2 separate regions of the Mus musculus genome follow, and region 1 is linked to region 2. A link is a contact called in public HiChIP or PLAC-seq data. All regions are on one chromosome and are shown on one strand. Each heading gives the region's core, a stretch centred on a gene start, on an enhancer-like site or on the middle of the called end of the contact. The rest is flanking DNA. Distances are from core to core; before and after follow the strand shown.

Region 1 (5,605 bases), core at 2,876-5,375, 890 kb after region 2:
TGCCCACCCCTGGGAGGTTTATTTGCACACCCATAAATCGTTCCCTGAGTTTCAGGCTGTGAAAAACCTCTGGCTGTACATTGGGGTCCTATTAGCCTTGGGTCGCCCCTTTTTTTCCCCTTTTTAATTTTTATTCTTATTATTTTTATTCTTGTTAAATGTGTGTACAAATGTCTGTGCACTACACAGTGCTCTTATCCAGAAGGCCACATTGCAGCTGAGGGTTTCCCCACTTCTATCAAGAAGATGAACAGGTGAAAGGTCACATTTGCTTGTGACGCTCCCCCAGCTCTTGTCCTCCAGTTAAGTACAACTCTTAGGTATAGATACACATGACCTGGGCAAATGCGTTCCTCTGAGAGTGGGTTCTACTAAGTCAACTCAAAGTCATTTTAAAGGCTTTAAGAACATTTGAATATGAAGTGAATTGTAGTCTACTTAGCCTGAGGGCAGAAAAAAATAGACTGTTGAAAGTCTAGAGATCGAGCTGGGCAGTGGTGGTGCATGCCTTTAATCCCAGCTCTTGGGAGGCAGAGGCAGGTGGATTTCTGAGTTCGAGGGCAGCCTGGTCTCCAGAGTGAGCTTCAGGACAGCCAGGGCTACACAGAGAAACCCTGTCTCAAAAAACCAAAAAAAAAAAAAAAAGAGAGAGAGAGAGAGAGGAAGAAAGAAAGAAAGAAGGAAAGAAAGAAAGAGAGAGAGAGAAAGGAAGAAATAAAGACTAGAGGTCAATGAGAGGAACACAAATGACTCATTTCCAAAGCATACCTATGGGTGATGGGAATCACACAGAAAGGCCTGGCCTTGGGAAGCACAGGTAGAATAGCTGTGGGATCCCCAGCTATGTGGCCATATTCCTTCTCCTTCACTGTTAATCATTCAGATTCATTAATATTGTCTTTGCTCACCATGAGGGTATCTGCCCTAGCTGGTATTCCATGACTTAGTAGTTCACTAGCCAAAACCGCTGACTGTTTGATGGGTGATCATGGTCATGCCATGCTTTTTTTTTTAAATAAATGTTTTTAAATAAGAACTCTAGTCTATTTAGATGTGTCCAACCTTTTGACATTACTGCATTATATTATCATTTATATTCTACAAACTTTGTGCTACCTAAGAACCATGAGAGTAAGATACAAGATAAAACAAACAAACAACAAAATCTCATAATGTTTTGAGTGAGTTTATGATTTTTTTTTTGTGTGTTGGACTGCATCTATTGCTGGCTTTGATCACATGTGGCTTACAGGCCACGATTGGACGTGCCTGAAGAGCCGATCTTATTGTGTATTTCACATAATAGCTAATGTTTCTAGAAAGAAACATTTAAAGCTTCTGAGATGTAATAAAATTATGAGACAATGATTCTGACAGTTTAAAAAAAATAACCACTAAAATAGTCATTAGAGATCAAGTCTGAATAATACCTCATATCTTTCCTGTGAGAGGAAATGATTGCAGTATGGTCATTTTGCAAGTCACATTAAAGTTCTACCATCTTCGCAGTGGCTAGTAATTGTAACAGGATGATATAGCACAGGCTTATGCAAAAACATGTCTCCTAGTTTGCAAGTGGATATGGCCTTGCTACTGTCTGCTGCTGTGAGTGAGCAGATACACCTTGAGTCTTTCTTCTCCCTGGGCAGGGACTTAACATCTTCCATGCTTTGGTGGAGAAATGGGAAAGGCTGGAACTACTCAGATGTTAATGGTGATAAACAAGCCATGGAAAGCCCCTGTCTTGGTTCATAGTAGAAATCTTTTTGTACTAGGACAAGATGAACCTTCTGCAAGCAAAGAGAGTCTCCTCTCTTCTTCAGCCAAAAGTTCACCAGGGCTCAAACAAGTTCTTAATGGATTCCAGCAAGACTCTGTGAAGCTCTAGGAAAGGAGTTTCTGTTTAGAAACCTAGAGGAATGTGCTAGCTCAGTACCACACTGAAATCAGGACCCACCTGCACTCAAGCCCCAGACCCAGCTTCCAGTCTGGTTCCGATTTGGCAGGGGAGGGGGACCTTGGCAGCCTGCCTCTATTGTTTTAAAGCATTGCTGCCATTCTGTAATTCACAGCTCACATCTCACCTCCTCCATCACCCCTTTTCAGGCTGATGAGATATCAGCCCCATCTGTATCCCAAACACAGCACATAAGACCCTTTCATTCTGCTACTCAAGTCTATAAGACGCAAGAGATTCTCAGTTGTTTATACTGATAAAAGAATGAGTTCCTAGAGATAATCTGTCATCATGCCTGCATAGCTTGTGGAGACTTTCTACCCTCATAGAAAGGTACTGGACCCATGAAGATAAATCTGCAGGATACAGAGAAGTGATAGGTTTGAAGGGCCATGCCCAGGCCCAGTTTATTCGTGATGGTGAATTTTCTATGAATGTTTGATTTGTAATCTTTCAGTAGTCTCAATTTTCTTATTAGTCTTGGAGCTGTGTGTATCTTCTAGGAGGGCAAACTAAATCACATAAATAGTGAATAATAATCTTGTCCATGAAATGAGAGCTCAGTTATTTTTTCACACCTATATTTGAGATTATTTTTATTTTTTAAGTTAGCATTCAGAGTAATAAGTATCACCATGGTATTACTAAACATATGTATCATTATACTTTGTTCTTTTTTGCAAGTTTTAAAATTTTTATTGATTTCTTTTTTTAATTGTGTTTGAATTTTTTAAGATATGAGTATTGTGTATAGTTGAGTCTTCCAAGTTTTGGGCTCTTGAAGAATATCACAGAGCAGTTTTTAAGACACTTTAGTATTCTTTCCTTTGTGTCTTCTCCTCCTTCAGCTAATTTGCTGCTATTGTTTTTGTTATAATTAATAGCCATTGTAGCTGGTCTCATCCTTAAACTTTAAGAGCTTTGCGTTCTTGCATGGAGTCTTCATCTTTTAGAGGAGTGATTGCTATACTTTGCAGATAGATAGGCCAAGGAACAGACAGATGAGGTGACATGGACAGAGCCACATAGCTGATAAATAACAAGACTTGAATTTCCATTTATATCTTCTAATTCCAAAGTATACCATGCTCTGAGATCTCTTGATACTATACTGGACTATAGACATCATATAGTTGAATATTGATCTGGCTCTGCAAAAGAATGGCAAAGGCAAACATACAAGCTTCTCTTTCCATGAACACATAAAGAAGCCACAAGACTGAGCAGGGCAGAATAAGGACATCATTACAGAGTTGCACCAAAACCAAACAGTATCACATGTTTACTTGTACGAGTGCATCTAATTACACTGTTCCATCTGTGTGTTCCTTGTGTTGATTATTTGTGTGTGTGTGTGTGTAAATTTGTCTCCTTTTTCCATTGTTGTAAAACAGATGTAACATACAATTTACCAATTTACCCTCTTTTAAGTATGTTGGTCCCGTGATAGTGAGCTCATTAACACTGTGATATACCCATTACTATCACCCACCTCTAAAACTTGCTCATCCCCCAAATGAAGTGCCACACCTATTAATGAATAACTCCGCACTCTCCCCTCACTTGAGCTCCTGGTAGCTGCCAATCTAGTGCCCATGTCTATTTATTTTAGTGCTCATATGAGTGAAATCATACAAAGTTAATTTTCTGCCCAATGTGAGGGGTTTTTCCCCCCAACTTAGGAAGTCTAAAATGCCGAAAGTTTATCCATGTGATCAGAAATTATTATTTAGACAATTTAGCTTAAATTAGAAATCTCATTCTTTTTATGGTAATATTTGAGATAGATGAAATTTTGTTTACCCTCTCACCTGGATGGACATTTTCTGCTTCCAGCAGTAGTGGATAACGCTGTTATTAGACATGCAAGTACCTATTCATGCCTGTGGTTTCAGTTATTTCAAGTCTATACAGAGAAGTCAATTGGTGTATCACATGGTAATTCTATGTTTAAAATCCCAAGGGACTTGCATGTTGGGGCAGGGCAGGGGGTGGGGTGTGTGTGTGTGTGTGGTTTCCCAGTGCTACACCATTTTAAGTTTCAGGCACTTCACCTCCTAGTCCTATACCCACAATTCCCCCAGAGTTGGACTGATAACACCCTTGAAAGCACAGCTGTGACCTTTAAGCCTCTCACCCTCCCACAGAGAGTACAATGCCACTCCCAGTTTGCAGAGCAGAGGCTTGCTCTTTGTGATGGAGATCATGATGCCAGCACTTCTGGGAATTCCCCTCCCCAGGACTCTTCCCCTCCTTTTTGCCCCTCTGCTGTTCCCAAACTCAGAAAATAGCCATGAAAACAGTGACATGCATGTCTGCATGGGAAAAAACAAAAAGAAAAACAAAAGTGTAGCTGTGCCTCTTTGCATTCTAATGAGACGGTTCAGAGAATGGCAGCTTCCTCACCCATCACATGTTGATTTATGATTACAAGCACAAGTTGGGCCAGCTGAAGCCACATCTGCAATTTAAATGACTGCTTACAAAATGGAGCTCTTAATATCTAGTTAGACTCCATGGCTGGCACAGTAATCAAGAAAGCTGTTAGTTATAACACAGTTTCTAACCAGGCATTAAACTGTAATCCAAACAGGAATGCAAGCTTGGTCTGGTTTGTTTGAAGGTAACAATATGTTTGTAGAAACCAGTGGATTTTGCATTTTACTTTGAAAAACATAGAATAGAAATGACATCGGATGCTTTTGATTCTGCCATTTGGGTATTAGCTTGTTTTATTTTGAATTTTGCTTTTACTCTGGATCAGAAATCAGAGCTGCATGTAGACATGGCTGGAGAGGAACATACTGATGCTAGTAACAGTTCTGAACCTTGGGGCAGATGGGTAGTGTACAGACGGCTTGCATAACTCTCCCGCATCCTCTTACTCTGGAAGATAAGAGGGACAGTTTTTCTCCTTTTGTGCAATGTAGTAACTTTCCCAAGTGGAACATTCCCATGATGGCAGCATGCTCTATTCTCATGCTCCAAAGTTTGTATGTTATAGTCGACCTAGGCAAAGCTGAGGTAATGATTCGATGTGGCACTTGGTCTGCTTGCCCACAAGCTATAAGACCTGACCCCTGGAAACGAGAGGTGGATGCTGGAGTCAGCATGCTTCCGAATTGACTTTTCCTCTTCTTCTGACACTGTGTGCTTCAAATTGGAAGTTCACACTGGGATGATAATCACTGGCTTTTGGCACGCTCTAATGAGAGAAGGTCTCTGTGGGGTTAGATAGTTCAGAAGTGTCTGGGCTGAGTTCAGTTGTTTTTTATTCTCTGGACCCTCATCTTCCTTTGTCATCATTAATTTCTCCTTTAGGATGTCCTCAGGTAATAACCTAGTCACTGCTGAAGCTAAACTATATCCAAGCATCAGAAACACATTTTTAAAAAAGATTTATTTATTTATTTTATGTATGTGAGTACATTGTAGTTATCTTCAGACACACCAGAAGAGGTTATCAGATCCCACTATTACAGATGGTTGTGAGCCACCATGTGGTTGCTATGAATTGAACTCAGGACCTCTGGAAGAGCAGTCAGTGCTCTAACTTGCTGAGCCATCTCTCTAGCCCCCAGAAACACAATTTTAGGAGAGGGGTGGTTCTCACACAGGAGAAAAGCCTTGGTGTGTGTGTGGGGGGGG
Region 2 (5,582 bases), core at 231-2,730:
CCACTTTCTCACATCCGTGACTACCTTTGGTTTTTTGTTTTTTTTTTTTTTTCATTTTAGCCATTCTGACAAGGGTAAAATGAAGTCTCTAAATACTTGTTATTTTCATTTCTGATGACTAAGGATGGCAAACAGCTTTACAAAATATTTCTTGGCCATATGTGTTTATTCTTTTGAGACCTCTCCCTTCAGCTCCATAGCTTGTTAGTTTTGTTTTGTTTTGTTTGTTGTTGTTTGTATTTTTCTTTGTGATTAGACCTTTGAGTTCTTTGTGTATTCTAGACTCTAATCTTCAGTCAGAAGTAAAGCAGACAAAGGTCCTTTCTCAGTTTGTCAGCTGGCCTAGCCAATTGTGTTCTTTGCAGTACAGAAGCCTTTTAATGCTGTGAAGTCCTAGTTGTTAATTTTTCCCTGGAAGACTGGAGTCCTAGTCTGAACACTTGAGCCTATATCCTGAAGTGTGTTCCCTACTCTCCTAGAAGTTTCAGAGTTTTGGGACAAAATTCATCATTTGGCTGTTTGATCCATTTGGAATTGATTTATCTTCAGGGTAGGAGAGAAGGGTTAAATTTCATTCTTATATATGTAGATGGTATTTTTCTACCACCATTTGTTTAAGATGCTATCTTCTTGCCAGTATGTATATTTGGCTCCTTTGTCAAAAAATAGATGGCTTAGTTGTGTGGACTTACATCAGCATCTCAGTTCTACCCATTGATCAGTATGTCTGGCTTTGTGATGTATTTTACAACTGTCGCTCTTGTTTGTGTAACTTGAAATCAGGAATGGTGATACCTCTATCATTCATAGCTCAGAATTGTGATGGTTATCCAGAGTCTTTTGTGCTTCGATATAAGTTTTAAGCATATGAATTTTAAGGCCTTTTCCCCCCCAATTTTAGTTAACAATTGTTTGAAGTTGTTTTTGAAGGGATTTTGTATGAAGGAATTACAGTGAATCTGTATGTTGCTTTTGGTATGATGGTGAAAGACCCACAACGTGAGGACTCCCCCACGTTTTGACTGAGGAGAGGCGACACCCCAAAATCACCCACAAGAAACGGGTCTTGCTGCAAATTGCAAGAGGATTTTTTATTGAAGAGTGCTCTCGGGCCCACGGTCATACACCACGCAGGGGTAGAGGACCGTGGCGCCCCGAGTAGCTGAGTAAGGGGGTATTTAAAGGAAAAAACCACAACTCAAGGAGGTGGGAAGGGTGTTGTTGGAAAATACCAAAAATACCAGGTTAGAGTCACAAGGAAGTACAAAGTCACAGGTGTCACAAGGAATACCTGGTAATTGTTAACTCTGAAGACAGTTTCTAAGAGCCCCTAACAATAGCACATTTGCATTGCAGGTTCCGGTAATGGTCAGGGTGACTTTCTTTGAATTAACACTCTTTGAACACAGGAAGCGGGTGGGTGGAGGAATGTCACTATCTGTTTTATGATTAGCATACCTTGGAGCACTGAGTTTACTACTCTTTTATTGGCCATTTTAATTTACCAGTCTCTGTGCACAGGACATCCCTTTAACATTCAGTGCCTTCTTCAGTGTCTGTCTTTAGTGTTTTAAGATTTTCATTGTGTAGTTCTTTCACTTCTTTGGTTAGGTTTATTCCAGGGTATTTTGTTTATTTTGAGGCTATAATGAATGGGATGGTTTCCTGATTTGTTTCTCAGCCTATTTGTCTTGATAAAATGGAAGGCTCTTTTGACATGTTAATTTTATAATATGCCTCTTTACTGAAAATGTTGTCTGTGGAGTCTCTCATGTACAGAATCATGCCATATGCAGGCAGGGATACTTTAATTTCTTTTCCTGTTTATATCCCTTTAATTTTTCCCCTCTTGTCCATTTGCTCAAACTGGGACTCAGGACTGTGTGTTCTTGGTCCTGATCTTGGCGAGAACAGAGTAGCCAGGCTTCAGAAACCTTTTCTTTCCTCATCTCTCTTTCCCTTGAGTAACTCATCAACTTTCATTTTTATACCCTCGGGACCAGCCATGGTAGATAGCAGTAAGTATCATCCTGTAATATTACAGGCCCTCTTTCCAGACTCTAATCAGACCTGGCTTGTTCTTGCTTGTTATGAGCCCTTGACATTGAGACCCTCAGACCTGGACATTGACTAGTGATCCGTCTCTCAGAGCATAGTCTGACATCCCTGGGCTTGAAGCCTTGTCAGCTCCCTTGAATGCTTCTGGTGACCAGGGTCTTTTGTTCCTGTCCCCGGCTCCCTTTCATCAGCAACCTGACCTTTCTTATCTTCACTTCTGCTTCCTTTCTTTCTGCTCTGCCTCTTTTCTAAATTCTTGCTCTCATGTGTACATGGGTGTGTGTGTGTTCAAGCTTATGTGCACATGTGCATGCTGAGTCTCAAGGTTGAAGTCCATATTCCTTGATTGCTCCCCACCTCATGCATTGAGGTGTGGTATCACAGTTGAACCCCAAGTTCACTTGTCTGCATACTTTGATTAATCAGCTTGCTCCAGAGATTCCTTGAATGTTGCTCAGCATTATTTGGGTTGTGGGGCTCCAAACTCTGGTCTTCATACTTACCTCTGACTCACCTTCCCATCCTGACCCCTACTGAATCGTTCAACCACTCCTCCAGTTGTCAGTGGCTCCTGCTAGAACAGCTCTAGGTACTAGTCTCCATTGGGATAGTTCTTTTACCAGTACTCCTTCTGGCCAAACTGAAAATATGGTTTGCCAAGACCTGTAACTGCAAAAAGCTAAATAGCTCTGGCTAGCACAGTGACTTCAAGAGTTAGGACAATTGACACTGGTGTTTTTAGAGTTGTTTCAAGATGTCTGCAGATTATTAAAGATGGCTGTACATGCTTAAGATGGCTCTGGCCATCTGTATGACTGAGAACTCTTCAGCTTAAAGCAATGTAGAGTACACCAGGCAGGCCACTTGATGCTTACTAAGGAGCCAGATTCTTCCATTTTTACATTTGCTCACTGCTTTGCTCCATGTGTTATCTTTTGTTGTTGTCTTTATACTGTTTTAGATATTATGCATTCCATTCCTTTGCTGGATCAAATTTTAATATATATTCTCATTAATTTTAATTAAATTTATAAAACACAAAGCTAACTGCTAGAAATTTATTCTGGGGATGAAAGACATCATCCCTCAGACCTTTGGAATATTGATTTGATGTTGTTGTTCGGTAAATCAGGTCTGACATTTCATAGTTACTTGTTAATTGCACAATTATTAATGGTTCTGGGGGAAGAATCCATCATAGAGATGTCACGATTGATAAAAATGTATCATGTTTAACATAACCCAGGTCTCGCTGACTGTCTGTTATGGATCTGTGATTAAAGAGAAGCTTCTGCCTGTAGCTCAGCTTGAGATAGAAGCTAAAATAAATCACAACTTAAAAATAAAAAAGAAAAACAACTGAAGTAACTCTCTTAAAGTTAAATCAAGACTGTTGGAATATCATGATCTAAAGTCTTGGCACTTCATTAGTGAAGTTGTTATTGTTGCTACTTGGTATGGAGAAACACTGACCTCTCTAATCTCCTTCTCATACTCTTTATTACCTCCGGTGGCAGTTTTAAATAACAGAATCCTAATGGAGAAAACACAGATCCATTTCTTTTTTGTCCTTCGGAAATGGTCTTTAGTTTTAGCCAAACCATGTTTACATGCCGAGTTTTCATTAAGTGTGGCCAAATGAAGTTGCTAGCTGCTAAGGGACATGTCAGGAGTGTTAGTAAGCCCAACGTTCTACTTAAAATATGGGAGCTGTTTTCCTGATGTCTTTGGGGTAAAATGGATTGCCATGAATGTGCTAGGAATTCCAGCTCACTATGTAAGCTTGTGATACAAAGTGAAGCCAAGCCTCAGCAATTGTAGCATTGAAGCCAGAGGCGAGCTTCTTGTGCCTGGGGTCCTTAGCTTTCTTGTCTTCACATCATCCTACGACAGTCAAGAATTTGGGAAAGGAGTTTTACATTTAAATACACTATATTAAAACAGATTAACATTTGAAAAAGAAAACAATATTGACTTTGATTGCCATAAATATATACTGTGTAGAAAATTGAAGAGTACTCTTTTGGAAGGATTTAAAACATTGTCCAACCATTAGTACAAAAGACTTTTCTCCCCCGTACTGTATTTTCCCCTTGATTTCCTCATTTTTCATAGAGAACAGTGATCATTTGGAGAAAGAATTATTCAAAATATTTGGGAACTTTTTTTTTTGTTTGAAACAAATTTTTAGTTTTAAATTGACTTTTAATTTTAAATGTACCGAGGTAGGGTTATTCCAGGAATCAGACAAAAGGCCTGGAGGAATGCTGCATCCAGAATCATCCCCCTTCCAAGGATGCCTGATCACCTTTGTTACTCTCCCCTCTCCCTCTGCGTACTTGTTGTCTTTTTCCTGCCCACTTGTAGATTGGTGTAGGCTGCCCACTAATAGTTCAGCAGAGGCATCTAGAACTAAAACACCCCTACCCCTCCTTTTTCTGGAGCTGAGGACTAAAAGCCTTTGCCCTTGCTAGACAAGTGCTCTGCCATTAAACTAAGCCCCAAAATGTTCTTATAAAATGTAACTAGAGTGATTAAAAATTTCAATAAGTTCACAAATTTTAATTTTCTTACTAGTCCTAATAATGACTTTTGTTTTTAATTTCCTCTCTGCTGAGTCCAGGATTCATTTTATATGCTGCATTTAATTGTCTCTTGAGTTTCTATGACCATCATCCAATATGTCATCTTAAGGAATTGGTTTTCCTTGCTTTTCTCCGCATGCTTGGATCCCTCCAAACTGTGGCCCAGGCCCTGATTATTACTGAGTAATTGAAGAGGTAGCCACAGATTGCTGAACAATTCTCTGATGAAGGACAGCAGACGAATTCCCAGGTCTTGGATTTATCAGTAAGGCTACCATGTATGTAGCCTTTTTTGGGGGGGTGGGGAATAAGTGCCCAATAGGGTAATATTGCTGGCTTGTGTGGTAAGTACATGATTATTTTCATTAAAAATTGCTAAACTTTTCAATTATCAAAGTTTTTAAGCATACTTTCATATTTGATGGAGGTTAATATCACTTGGCAGCTCTTCTTTGTAAAGTGTCTCCCAGACGCAGATAAATAAAAATGCTGTATAAGATTGCTTATATATGTGTGTGTGTGTGTGTGTGTGTGTGTGTGTGTGTGTGTGTGTGTGTATGTGTGTATGTGTGTGCGCACGCGATTTATCCCACTGGTGGCATTGCAGGTGACCATCAAATAGTAGCTCCTTTGTTGTTTCAACAACCCAGGGCAGGAAAATTGTTTCACCTTGCTGGAGTTTGTACCTTTCCTGGGTTTCCAGGATGTAATGAGCTGTGAGGCCCTGGAGTCAGACTTGTCTGTCCTCTTCCTCCTCTTTCCTGTTTTGAAACAGTGGGACCCATGTCCATGGACCCCAGGTGCCACAGAATCACAGGGAATCTTCACTAAAACATAGATCTCTATGCCCCACTGCCAGACAGTAACTCGACATGCATACTGAGAAATTTTAAGATCTTGTATTTTGTTTAAAAAAAAAATAACAAGGGAAATTGGCAA

Evidence for each region. HiChIP or PLAC-seq counts read pairs in DNA pulled down with a chosen protein or histone mark.
Region 1: an H3K27ac HiChIP or PLAC-seq map of embryonic stem cells shows a contact between it and region 2, with 2.3 times the contacts expected there. The contact joins two enhancer-like sites.

The regions. Positions count from the first base shown.
Region 1 is chr4:86,179,711-86,185,315 of GRCm38.p6, forward strand. The region is part of intron 4 of Adamtsl1 (ADAMTS-like 1); the gene reads left to right. Among named protein-coding and RNA genes, the nearest start is that of Adamtsl1, 130 kb to the left of the region's middle. Within about 2 kb of position 4,126, at least 41 of the 459 cell types and tissues checked have an H3K27ac peak or open chromatin away from gene starts, as enhancers often do. A contact at or near this core is called in embryonic stem cells, where this site is marked.
Region 2 is chr4:85,287,826-85,293,407 of GRCm38.p6, forward strand. All of the region lies in intron 1 of Sh3gl2 (SH3-domain GRB2-like 2), which reads left to right. Among named protein-coding and RNA genes, the nearest start is that of Sh3gl2, 85 kb to the left of the region's middle. Within about 2 kb of position 1,481, at least 7 of the 459 cell types and tissues checked have an H3K27ac peak or open chromatin away from gene starts, as enhancers often do. A contact at or near this core is called in embryonic stem cells, where this site is marked.